2 separate regions of the Mus musculus genome follow, and region 1 is linked to region 2. The links are chromatin contacts, called in public capture Hi-C maps. All regions are on one chromosome and are shown on one strand. Each heading gives the region's core, a stretch centred on a gene start, on an enhancer-like site or on the middle of the called end of the contact. The rest is flanking DNA. Distances are from core to core; before and after follow the strand shown. Region 1 overlaps Dbx2 (developing brain homeobox 2). Region 2 overlaps Tmem117 (transmembrane protein 117).

Region 1 (6,361 bases), core at 1,775-4,274, 830 kb after region 2:
CATTACACGTTTTTCACATTCTGTCCTATCTAGTCTGTCCTACCCTCTTCTATTCTGTAATTCAAAACTCTTTTAGGGAACCAAGAGATTTTTATAAGCAGTCCTATATTTGATGTCATGGGATACCTGGGGAATGAGTTATAGAAAAGAAGCCTGCAGACCTGGGAGGTCCCCACCGTTACCATCTGGGCTGGATGCTCAGGCAGAAAAGAAAAAAGAAAAACCTGAGCCTTAGGAATGAGACTCTGCTTCTGCCTCTGCCTCTCTAGAGCTTTGAATGGAGCCGTCAACTGGGAAAGCCTATTGTGTCCAGTCTCTGAATCTTCCAAGATTCTTCTTGGTTGACTGGAGGTCATTCGTCTCTGCGACACCACTCCGTCACTTTTGAGAAGTCAATACCTATATTCAAATGAGCTACAGAGTCAATGATTATCTTCTAAGCAATATAATCAGACTTCTTTCTAAATTCAAAAAACAAAAACAAAAATGTGTCCCTCCAAAGATCTTAGAATGGTTAAATTAAATCTCTCTGCATACTAAATATTTTATATCTGCTTGGGTATATGTGACAGGAATTTCATTCGGCCTTTACTAGGTTTCCACAGCTCTGGCCAGTTTTCCCAGACTACCCATCACTCAAGCTCAGAGCAGTAAAGCCAACTCTCAAGTCAGATGGCACCGCTATTAATCAGTGCATTACCCGTCTGGGAAAGTGAGATCCACAGAGCAGATCTGAATTTACCCAGCAAAACTAATGCCCCTGCCTGCCACTGTCCACAAAATGCTATACTCACACTTAGGGAGCTACAATGCTCTTTTAAGTTTTAACAAAGAAGAAAAAGGGACAACGCTGAGCTGGAAACGTCAAAAGCAAATGCCTCTTCAGGGAAAGGCAGAGCCATTTGCCCTGGTGGGGAGTTTCCTCCACTCAGACTTACATAAAGTTGGTTTCAAATCCAAGTTCTGTCTTCTAGGGCATAAACTTCTTGAAAGGTCAAGTTGGGTACTCGGAGACAAATGAAATAATCATCTAATTAACTCAATTTGCTTGCCTACCTAATTAAGACTTCATTTTTTTGAGGTGGATTTTTTTAAAGTCATTATCTACATCATTTGCACAAGTTTCCCTTTCATTTTAGCTGGGGAATGTGTTCTTTTTGAAAATGAGTTTATGAGTGTAATATCAAAGGTTTTTTTTTTTTTCCATGCAATGCTTTAGGGGAGGGACCACCTTTTATGGGTGCCTTTCGATTTTTTTTTCTCTACTGTTCTCCGTGTCTTGTTAAAGTGTTTACTGCATGTGAGAAGGACATTGAGCGAACAATGGCTTCCACATTTGCAACAGGGAGTCAGCCCTAAATCTGAGGGGTCAGGAAAACTCCAATCGAAGATGTTAAGCAATCACATCGCACTGGGAGTGGAAGCAGCACTTCCCTTGCCCTGCTCCAGATGTGCTGAGCTGATCCTGTGCTCTGGGAAAGAGCAGAGTCAACCTTCTGAGGCAAGAATGGTAGCCATCAGCTTCGTCGCTTGGTCAAAGTTTTAGCTCTCATCCCTACTTTTGGCTGTTCAAGTGGAAACTTAACACAAGCTTACTTGAACAGTTCATTTTCTCTCTTTCTCTCTCTCTCTCTCTTTTTTTCTGCAATGGAAAATAATTTAGTGACTTGGATATAAACACTTATTATTTTTTTTAAAAAAAGAAAGTCTAGTAAATTCCTTGAGCTTTTTCTTTTCTTTTCTCTCTCTTTTTTTTTTTTTTTTAATGCTGCAAATGTAAAGCTCATTAGCCACACCCTGGTTAACCCAGTTGTTTCTAGAGAATTCTTTACGGACATCAAGAGAGCACCGTATTACTAGTTGCTGCCAATGTGAATGAACATTATAAATAGGAAAATAAGACATTCATCTCGGAGTTATAAGTAATAATGGGACACGGCGCCATTTATTAAAAACACATGTGGGTTCTCTAAATGGTCTTCGATGGCCAACATTCGGAGGGCAGACAAGTCAAGGGCAGTATATTCTATCGTTGATCTGAACCACACTGATCTTTCAAGCCAAGTGGTTCCCCGCCCCCACCCCAAGATAAACATGGGGCTTGGAGCCCTGAGGGATGAGTGTCATTTACCACAGCTCTGCAGAGGGCACTGGGTGTGAAGGGCTGAGAAATAATGAGAAAAAACACAACCTTCTTAAAATAATCATTGGCGCTCTTGGGAAGATGACGGGCTCTAGTAAACCTCCCCAGTGCGTTTTTTTCCTTATTCATTAAACTGGCCCAAACGTTTATGGGTTAGAGACTCTTAAAACACTGCTTTAAAATAAATACACTGCACCGCCATGTATACCCACATGCCTGAGCATCCTTCTGACATGAACCAGTTCCACACGCCCTGAGCTGTAGCACTAGCAACCTGCTAAAGTAAACCGATATCAAGATGAAGCAAGTGCACTTAAGTGTGAGACCTCTTCAATAGATGGAGGTGCCACTGGGATGAGGTTTAAGCGTCTGGGTTTAAACACCATCTTCTCCAGACATCTTTGCCCGACACCCCTCTCTCTGATGATAAATGGTGCCTTGATTCGCACAAGTTTCCAATTGCCCTCATAGAGGACCACCTTGAAGGAGTGAGGAAAAGGTTTAGTCATGGTTTCTATTTCACTATTCAAATGCAATACATTCTAGTTAAATCGGCAATTAATAGGTCACCGCCAAAATAGCCGTGTATCGGTCCTGGTTAATACACAATCCCCATAGTTGATAATGGGCCCTTGTGTATTCAGCGAGTCCCTATATACACTCAGCTCAGCCACTAAAATCCCCTTTCAGGTGGACAGGGCTATATGGGAAGATGAGCTAGAACGAGTCTATAAAAGTCAGCTCTATTCACTGTTTTATTTTTCAGCCAAGGGCTTTAAATGGCGTCCAGAAACTCACTCGGAATGTGAAGCAGGAGAAAAGACTGACACACAGAGCCTGGCTTTATGACCACACAAAAGGACAAATGACCCTTGCCCAAGCCCTCTCGCTGTGAAACGGTCCCTAAAGTTCATCTGCAGAGTGAAAAATTGTGGTGAGGTCGCGTGTGGATGAGTCCAGCGAAAGTGAGCATTGGTCATGGGTCTGTCGCCCATTGTAGCCACGTCGCAGGCGTGTAAAGGGCTCTGTGGGAAAGTATCGGCCTCCTAAAGAGAAACTCAGAAGGCTGCAGCTCATTAAACAGCAACATTTGCTGCTTCGCTTGTCCAGAGTCATTCTGTGGGGAAACGGCTCCCCTTGAAACTTCCATGAAGCACACGAACACATACGGGGCCATGGGGCCTGAAACCCACTGTGCGGCTGGGACTGGGGACTCACACTCACTTCTCCACTCTCACCTGTCATGGCTGTGTACCTGTGCAAGTGCCTTCTCCTGCCCCCGACCCCGACCCCCGCCTGACTCTCTCTATGGCTCATCCTCTGCCTGTTGATTTTACTGACACACCAAGACACCTGTGTGCATGAGAAAGTGTGGACACCATGATGCTCCGTTCAGTTTCTCCTTTCCCAGACACAAAAGAAGTTTGCTTTTAGAGCATTTAGAGAACCCTGCCCTGAAAATATTTACCCCCTTTTATGATCCCGAGTTTCTAATTATTTTCTAGACCTGTGACTTTTTAGTCACTTTAAGCCAAATGGAAACACCACACAGCGCCCTCTGTTTGCCCGCTTTCCTCTTCTTCCCTTCTTAAACGGAGTGTGGCTGCAGGGTTCAGAAAGTGTCAAACTGGTCCCTCTGAGGTCTGTTATATCAAATGGAAAACAGGCCCTTGCCTTGGCGCGTCAGCTCCTGGCTCAGTGTGGCCCGAAAACCAGCTCACAATCGCTCACTGTGCCTAGGTTTGATAATCTCTGCAAACCTCCTGAATGGGGTCGCTGTGATTTTTAGTGAGGAATTAGCTCCTTGCCGGTGCACTGCCAATTAGCTTCCCTGAGCACATTAAATCCTGCTGCTTTGGTTTACAGAATAGCTGAGGCATAGCCGATGAAGCATTAAAACTTACTTGAAAAAGCTGTGGGGGATGCTGGGCGCCTGCAGGACCCACCGCAGCATGCAGAGTAGAATGGCGGGGCGCTCAGAAGAAAGGGTTTGGAAGGCACTGCAGAGAAAGCATTGATCCCATTGATTAACCGTTTCTTTTACACAACATTCAAAACTCCAGCCCCCCCCAGCCCCACCCCCCAGTGAAGGCACCCCATTGCAGAACCTTCCTTCCCCTCCATTCTAACTCTTTACCGAAATTAAAGTCATTTTAAAGTGTCAAAGTTCTTGCCAAGTACTCTCCTCGGGATTTGGAAGATGTGGTGGAAAGACTCAAGCCGGCGTGGATGTAATTACAACTAATGAATAGCGACTGTGCTTTTACACAAGGAACACTAGGGTAACAGTATGCAATCAATATCTGCAATGATGGACGAGCCCTCTGCATCTGCCCTGGCCAACATGGCAGCTTCTGACCAAAGGCGATTGCCAAGCTCAAAGATGGCTAGCTTGAGTAGGTACTAAATCTCCAGACCAAATTAATTTAAACTTAAAGAGGCTCTTGTGGCTAAGGATTACAATAGTAAATGGCATGGTTCTAAACATTCTACTTACCAAGAAGCAATTTTAAATGTCTGGTTGTTTTGAAGAGATTGTATCATCTTCAGGGCTCATTTTCAGGTTCTAGGAAAGATGTGGCTAGCTGGATTCTCAGGGTGCTAAGAGCGGATTTACTGAACAGCTCCATGGTAAGAGAGCTGTTTTTGACCCCAGCCGCGTGTCTTAAAGCGTGTACAAACAATCCCACCGCCTCTCAAGGCAAACCTGGTTGCCAGGAAGCATGTTTACCCGGTAGGGAGTCAGCCCTTAATTCTCTTCTGCTCAGTTTATTCAAACACAGGATTCATAACGGAATGGAATCTTCATGCATGGGAAGGAGACTAATTGGGGCATCTAAATAATAATGGCGTTTTTATTATTGCTGTATGTTATTCTGATGTCTTTACACCATATCACAGAGACAACAATCATTTTACTTAAATATAATTTCAGAAAAGTTTTGATCTCTGCTCCTCACTCCGTAGAAACACAACTCTAAAGACTACCATGGACTCTCATAGACTGTTGTTATTAATGAGTGCCAGGCCTGGTTGAATGCTTCGACATACCATCTTCTTTAATAAAATGCATTAGTACAGCATAAATAAAGGTCGTCATGCCAGACAGTGGGCACCTGCTTTTACCCTGACACCCATGGCAGCATTACCTAACATACTGTAGTCAGATTTTTAATAATCGGATAAATGGTCTTTGAAATGAAGAACAGGAAGGGAACAGGGATAAGACATTCACCGAGTCCTCCGCTCCAGGACACCCTCAAATATGGAATCTTTTGAGACTGATGACCTCAAAATCTAAATCTCAACCTGAAAATATTTTTACTATCTTCTCTTTTCTTCATGCGGCAACATCTCTGCTCTTCTTGATCACACTAGATAATCTCATTCTGATATGCCTACATGCCTGCTTAGAGAACATGATATTTTCAGACTTGTACTTTTAAACCAAAAAGCAAGTCGTTATTTTAACCAATGTCTTTAAAAGTTATCATAAAGCTAATAGATTTCCCAAGAGGAATATTTATGGTATTTGTAGACTCCCAGAGGCCTCAAAATTGTAAACTAGCTAAAAATCCAGTATCTTTCCCCCATCACATAATGTGGAAGTGTCAATATTATTGTGCTTATTTATTTAATGTTTGAATTTCTATAAAAGATAAAGTGTTTTAATGCTGTTTTGAAAATTGGTAACTGGTCAAGGAGAAGAAAGGACACATTAGTTTTGTTTTCCAAAATAAACAGCTTTATTACTAGTGTTGACCGTAAAAACCATCAAAGAAATGATCATTTTATTTGGATTATACATTTTATAAAAGTAGTCCATGAAATTCTAACAGTGTGGTCACCTAAACTAGATCTGCATAATGTCACCAGTTGACATTCCAACATACATGGGAAAAAAATAATCTCACAAGGCCCCACCCCCAGGTGAAGGACTACAAGCAAATGTCAACCACTAGGAGAGGGAAACGCAGTCTTCTTGGGGGTGAGCTGCCTGATACGGTGTCCAATCCCAATGGTCAGCCTTAAACACCACGGGGACGCAGCATACCTACGTTAGGGAGAGGTGCTGAGGTTGGGAGATAGTAGGAGGATGTGGGGGTGGTTGAAGGCAGAGAATATGGACTGGAAATAATATAAACACAGCATCCTTGTATGAAATTCTCAAAAAAATTAAAGAACAGTATGATCTTTTAAAGACTACATCTCCATTAC
Region 2 (6,495 bases), core at 742-3,241:
ATATCTAATAAAAAAAAAAGAGTTGCTGTGATCATGGTGTCTCTTCACAGCAACGAAACCCCAACTAAGACACAGAGCGTGGTCAGAGATGTAGGAGGGCTCTCCTGCATGCTTTCTATTACTGCCATGAATACCAGGACCAAAACAATTTGGGAAGGAAAGGGTTTATTTTATCTTACAGCTTACAATCCAGCATGAAAGGAAGGAAGGGCAGGAACTCAGGGGAGGAACCTAGGGTGGGAACTGAAGCAGAGGCCATGAGGGAGTGTTGCTCACTGGCTTGCTCTCCATGGCTTCCTCAGATTCTCGCTTTCTTATACACCCCTGGCACACTTGCCCATGAGTGTTACTGCCCACAGGGCATTGGGCGCTCTGTATTAATCATTTACCAATAGAACGCCTCGCAGACTTGTTCTCAGGGGCGTCTAATGGAAACAAACCGTCAGCTGACGGCCCTTCTCTGATGATTCCCACTTGAGTCAAGCTGAGAAACCACCAAACAGGAAACCAGCACATGGATCAATAATCATATTAATTATAGACAAGTGGAGGGAGCTAGGGCTGGGCAGCGCAGCAGGCAGACATACTGAGGACAGCCCCAGGCCTCACTGAGAAGTCAACCTCTGGGAAATCCTGCATGCAGTTGAGGTGAGGGGGACTGCTTTGGGGTAAGACAAGTGCAGAAGTCCAGACCAATGAGCTTACTGTGACTGGTAGATTAAATAGAGGCAGATTAAGGAGACCCGGAGGTTCACAAGCCGCAGATCGATTCTGGCTGTAGGCCCACTTTGGATGAAGAGGGAAGTCATTGGGGTATTTGCCAACAGAGAAATCTGACTGATGCTTTAAAAGGGTCGTTCCCGTCTCCTTTTTTTTCCTTGGGAATACATTTGGCTGCAGTCCACAGGATACCTGCCTGATGGGAACTTAAACAAATCAGGCCTTCTCCTTTCATGGTTTCCATTGCTGTGGGAGGGTTTGAGAATTGTTTCAACTTTTCTGTGCTGTATCGGAATGGTTGCTTTTCCTGCATCCTCCTTCGCAAGCTGTAACTTGTTACCTTGTTACTTTGTCTCGTTATTGCATAATGGCCGCTCTAGCTCCAGATCCCATGTGCCTGCTCAAAACAGAAGGAAAGAAGGAAAGACAGCTGTAAATAGGCTTTTCTCAGAAACGTTCACCTGAGTGCTCCAGGATATCCTTAGTTGTTAAGTCGAAGGGTCTGCATTCTTAGTTCCTATGAAAGCATGAGAAAGGCATAAAGGGCACTGGGGAGTTGTGCTAGACTGTCAGACTCTAGTGCCTAGTGTTCTTGATTCTCACATCCTGTTGGTTACCACACCAACGTATACTCCATCACATACATACACAGCATGCACAACACCCCTCCCTGCTCACATGCATGCATACACGTATACATACATACCACATGCATATGTGCACACACATGAATTCACACATACACACATACATACCGCATGAAAACACATGTACATACCACATGCATGTGTACACAAACATGCATGCACACATATGCATATTCATACATATTCACATGTACACACACATACATACCACATATAACACCCCCTCACATGCATGCATGCATACACACACATACACACATAAATACCACATGAAAACACACATACATACCACATTCATGTGTACAGATTTGCATGCAGACATATACATATTCATACCACATGTGCACACGCACACACACATACACACACACACACACACACACACACACACACACACACGTTCCTGGACTTCACTTTTCCAGGCTTGTTGATACATTGATTGTCTCATTTGCATACAGTAATTGATCCTCTGGGGAGGGCCAAGAGGGGATGTTCAGTTCCATTTTTGAGAACAGAAAGTAGCCAAGGCCCCACAGTGAGTGGCTCGCAGATGTCAGTAACAGAGTCAGGACGCAGCAGATGCTGTGGGTTCTCACCACATCTGGGACCTGACTCTGGAATCCTGCAGAAGGGAGCATGGCCATCTGCTTCCAGCTTCAGCACAGAAGATGGGCGGGAGGGACCCCTCCTCTCTTTGAGGCTTACAGACCATGATTTCTTTATGGCTTCCTTATGGCTGCCCCAGAGCTGAGCTCCTCAGGGGGAGTTTCGGAGGCCGAGGCACAATAATACATTCTGTTGAGGTGGCAGGTTCATCTTCTGGCCTGTGTGCAATGCAGAAAAAGACATGCTGGGAATTCACGGGCAGACTCTGAAAGGTCTCATCATCTTTACAGAGACATGTAGTGGCATCACTGATGTCTCTCTGTAAAGAAAATGCATTTTCATTAGCTTTGCAAATTGCAGTTCTTACATCAAAATAACAATTGCCTTTTGTCTTTTGCCAAACCTGTGGTTTTCAACAGAAGATTTTTGTACAGTCTAGGGTTCCTGAGTTGTTCTGCGAAGCAGAGCGGCCGTTGTGCTATGACAGACCTGGTATTTGTGTGCTGGTCTGTATGCACAGCTGGGAGCTGCTGGGCTGCTCTCAGATCCATCTTCTGCCCAGGTGTGTGCTCACCCTTCCCTTGCAGATGACAGATGCTGTTTTATCCAAGAGGCCTTGGGACTGCAATAATTAATGACCCAAGGCTCCAACTTGGCAAAGAAAGGGAACAGCAATGCCTTAGATTGGGGCATGAAGAATGCAGGTGTATCCAAATGATGAGGAGCGGAATTTTTCACTTATTTATGACGGGAAAAATGCAAACTACATTTAATCCTTACAAGACATACCACATACCATTTGTCATGTTGTGTTTTACAGATACATTGAAGTTTAAGAGATTATTAAATTAGGTAACAGCTACAGTCAGGAGTCATCCAGAGCTTGAGACCTAGCAGCAGGTGTCTTTTGTTACTTTACTTGGTGTCAGCTATCTGTAGCACCCTGGATGGGCTGGCAAATGCTAGGGGAAAATTAGGCAGGAGATGAGATTATACAGACGCTTTGGGACTGGATTCATAGACAAGTGACAGCAGATCTCTCTTGTACAGCCTTTACTCCAGCCTGTCTCAAGTACGGGCATGCTGCTAGAGCCAGGTGCATGGGTCAGAGAGGAAGGCGTCTACACTTCACACACAGACACTTGAGTGGGGATCCCCAGCATCCACATACCTCGTCTGGGCATGGTAATCTTGTAATCCCTGCACAGGAGGCAGAGACAGGATCTCCAGAGCAAGATGGCTAATTATACAAGCTGATATGTGACCCTTTAAAATAAAGTGGAGTGCAGTACAGGAAATAGGCAGGGTCAGCCTCTGGTTTCTATATATATGCACACGTATATACATCCCACATATGCCTACACAGGTAAACATGAACACATATACACAGACAGACATACTCACAGACACATACAGAGACACACACATCATGGTCACACATATACACACACAGACACACATACAAACACAACACATACATGCATAGACATGCGCACACACACACATACATAGACATATACATAGACACACACAGACACACACATATACACAGACACAGACACATACAGACAGACACACACATACACATAGACACACGCAGGCAGACAGACACAGAGAAGCACACACACACACACACACTGGTTCTTGGATTTCAGTGAGCTGTTAGGCTGGATGGAGAAAAGTTTGGGACCCTGCATTGCACTAAGTCTCTAGACCTGTTTTCCATAAGTGACAGTTCTGAGTAATATGCTCAGAATTGACATGCTGTATGTAGCCAGAATAACAGCGAGTATTCAGGAGGCTCCTGGCTTCTTGGCCGGTTACAGGGAGAGACATCAATGCCCTCCGTACAGTCACAGCAGAGCAGAGGGCTCTTGATGGATACTTTCTCCATTTATTCTAATTTGGTGTTGAGAAATTAGCAATGGCCCCTGAGAAGTTGCCAGTGCATTCCAAATAACGTTGGAGAAACAGAAACCTTCACCCTGGAAGCACATGACATGTGTTATCCCCACCTTCTCTTTATGTTGGTTCTTTAACTTTTTATTTCAGTCATCCAGCCAGACACAATAGAAATGGTTCTCTGCCGATGCTGAAAACACTGCTCCCATGACTAAGATTGGGCATTCCTTCCCATTGCTCTTTCCTCCTGATCCCTGCCTGGAGGGATGCTGGCTTCTGTCTTTGGCCTTTCTCACATGCACCAACTATTTTTGGGTTCTGAGTTCTTCTAGTCAGAGTTCTTGCCTCTCTGGCCAAATCCTTTTGGATCTATATCAAGGTCAAACATTTTGATCTCATGGAGTTCATGTAACCCTGTGTGGGGCTCAGGCTGTTGACCTCACATGCCTCAAAGAAGTTACCAGAAGAAAGGGCACTAATTAAGTCTTTGTGAATCAATCATTGTAATCAGCATGTAAAGTGGAAACTTAGTTTCTTTGGAAAGTCAGTTATGTCAAAGAATGTTTTGCTTGGATCGGACACAGGTGGAGGGATGTTTTGCTAAAGCAAGCCCATGAAAGGAACGTGATGAAGGATTCTTCAACAAGGACATGCATGTGTTCCTTCACCTTGCATTGTGTAGCTGAGCTCTGTTTGTCTTGACTCAACTGAGAGAAATGCACCAAAAACTTGTGGTGATGTTCCGGAGGCTTCGTGCTGCTTTTGTAGACTGGGGCTGATTGGCTGAGTGATGTCACGTGATACAGACTCAAAAGGAGTTCTGTTAAGAGAGACTCGGGGGCTGAGGGAAGGCTGAGGGAAGGCTGAGGGAAGGCTGAGGGAAGGCTGAGGGAAGGCAAGACTGATGGAGGATGAGTGATGTTTGGAGGGAGTATAAATAGGATTAAACGAACAGTGATGGGGGTTGTGCATAGCTAGCTTTGCCACATATGCTTTGTCTTATGTCTTGTCTATACTTCGTTGAGAAAGGCACAGCAAAGAACTTCTCCTGGAGTCCCTGTTGGTCCTGGTCCCTCCTGCTGAGTCATGCTGATTTGTGGCTGTGGCTGTTTCTGCTGGCTCTTGCCACTGTTGCTGATTCATGTTTGCTATCCTGACACTACCGAACGGGACTGGTGGTGTGCCGTGAAGTGTCTGTAAATGGATCGAGCTGCAGCGGCTGATTTCTGTGAACTGAACTGCTGATTTCCTGACCACACAGATGGGAGTTGCTCCAAAGAACAATTTCCACACAGGTCCACTCCCCCCGCCCCGTATCCTAATAACTTTTCTTTTCCACTCCCTCTGGTGGGTGCTGGGTTAGAAGGGAGGTTGAAGCATTTAAGAACCCATATTAAAAGTAGGTTTTGAAAGAAAATCTAAGCTCCCAACCATGTTTCCTGTTTGATTTGGCAAAGCAACCGTATTAGATACTTTACAGACTGGTGGGAAAGCGTCTGTGAAAAGCAACAGAGAGAAGGAAAGACTTGTGATGATTCTCAGAGGGTGCAGTCCGCCATAGCGGGTCGTCATGGCAGCGGGACTGGAAGCAGCTGCTCACGTTGCATCTTTAGTCAGGAAGCAGAGCTCTCTGGATGTGGCCTGGAGTCCACTTTCTCCTCAGCCTATGGGTTAGAACTGCTCTCATTTGGCAACATCTTCAGCCTCACGTAGACACTCCTTCTCAGGCATTCCCTGAGGCTTATCCATCCCCTCAGTGACTTCATCCCCTCAAGTTAAGAATGAACAGTAACTATGACAGCCACCAATAAGAAGACTCTTATTAAAGTAAAGAGGTTCCTTTTATTTTTGTTGTTAGAGTTGGCATTCTGTTCTTGTGGCTGTCTTCTTTTTGGTTTGTTGAGGGATTACTTTCTTGCTTGTTCTAGGGCGTGATTTCCGTCCTTGTATTGCTTCTTTTCTGTTATTATCCTTTGAAGGGCTGGATTCGTGGAAAGATATTGTGTGAATTTGGATTTGTCGTGGAATACTTTGGTTTCTCCATCTATGGTAATTGAGAGTTTGGCTGGGTATAGTAGCCTGGGCTGGCATTTGTGTTCTCTTAGTGTCTGTATAACATCTGTCCAGGCTCTTCTGGCTTTCATAGTCTCTGGTGAAAAGTCTGGTGTAATTCTGATAGGCCTTCCTTTATATGTTACTTGACCTTTCTCCCTTACTGCTTTTAATATTCTATCTTTATTTAGTGCATTTGTTGTTCTGATTATTATGTGTCGGGAGGAATTTCTTTTCTGGTCCAGTCTATTTGGAGTTCTGTAGGCTTCTTGTATGATCATGGGCATTTCTTTATTTATGTTTGGGAAGTTTTCTTCAATTATTTTGTTGAAGATATTAGCTGGCCCTTTAAGTTGAAAATCTTCATTCTCATCAATTCCTATTATCCGTAGGTTTGGTCTTCTCATTGTGTCCTGGATTACCTGGATGTTTTGAGTTAGGATCCTTTTGCATTTTGTATTTTCAGTGGATCAAGGAACTTCACATAAAACCAGAGACACTGAAACTTATAGAGGAGAAAGTGGGGAAAAGCCTTGAAGATATGGGCACAGGGGAAAAATTCCTGAAC

The links. Capture Hi-C pulls out chosen DNA fragments and counts their contacts.
Region 1: a capture Hi-C map of embryonic tail shows a contact between it and region 2, with 5 times the contacts expected there. The contact joins two enhancer-like sites. A contact is called at or near these places in 4 of 39 promoter capture datasets (cranial neural crest, embryonic stem cells, hippocampal neurons and 1 more), 2 of 115 datasets of contacts at active chromatin or transcription factors (astrocytes and embryonic stem cells) and 1 of 9 other capture datasets (embryonic tail).

What each region holds. Positions count from the first base shown.
Region 1 is chr15:95,636,592-95,642,952 of GRCm38.p6, forward strand. It overlaps Dbx2 (developing brain homeobox 2), which reads right to left. Exons shown (of 4, transcript NM_207533.2): 2 at 4,048-4,143. Among named protein-coding and RNA genes, the nearest start is that of Gm31690, 15 kb to the right of the region's middle. RefSeq lists an enhancer at 2,153-4,858. Within about 2 kb of position 3,025, at least 25 of the 459 cell types and tissues checked have an H3K27ac peak or open chromatin away from gene starts, as enhancers often do. A contact at or near this core is called in embryonic tail, where this site is marked.
Region 2 is chr15:94,809,735-94,816,229 of GRCm38.p6, forward strand. The region is part of intron 3 of Tmem117 (transmembrane protein 117); the gene reads left to right. Among named protein-coding and RNA genes, the nearest start is that of Gm31007, 82 kb to the right of the region's middle. Within about 2 kb of position 1,992, at least 19 of the 459 cell types and tissues checked have an H3K27ac peak or open chromatin away from gene starts, as enhancers often do. A contact at or near this core is called in embryonic tail, where this site is marked.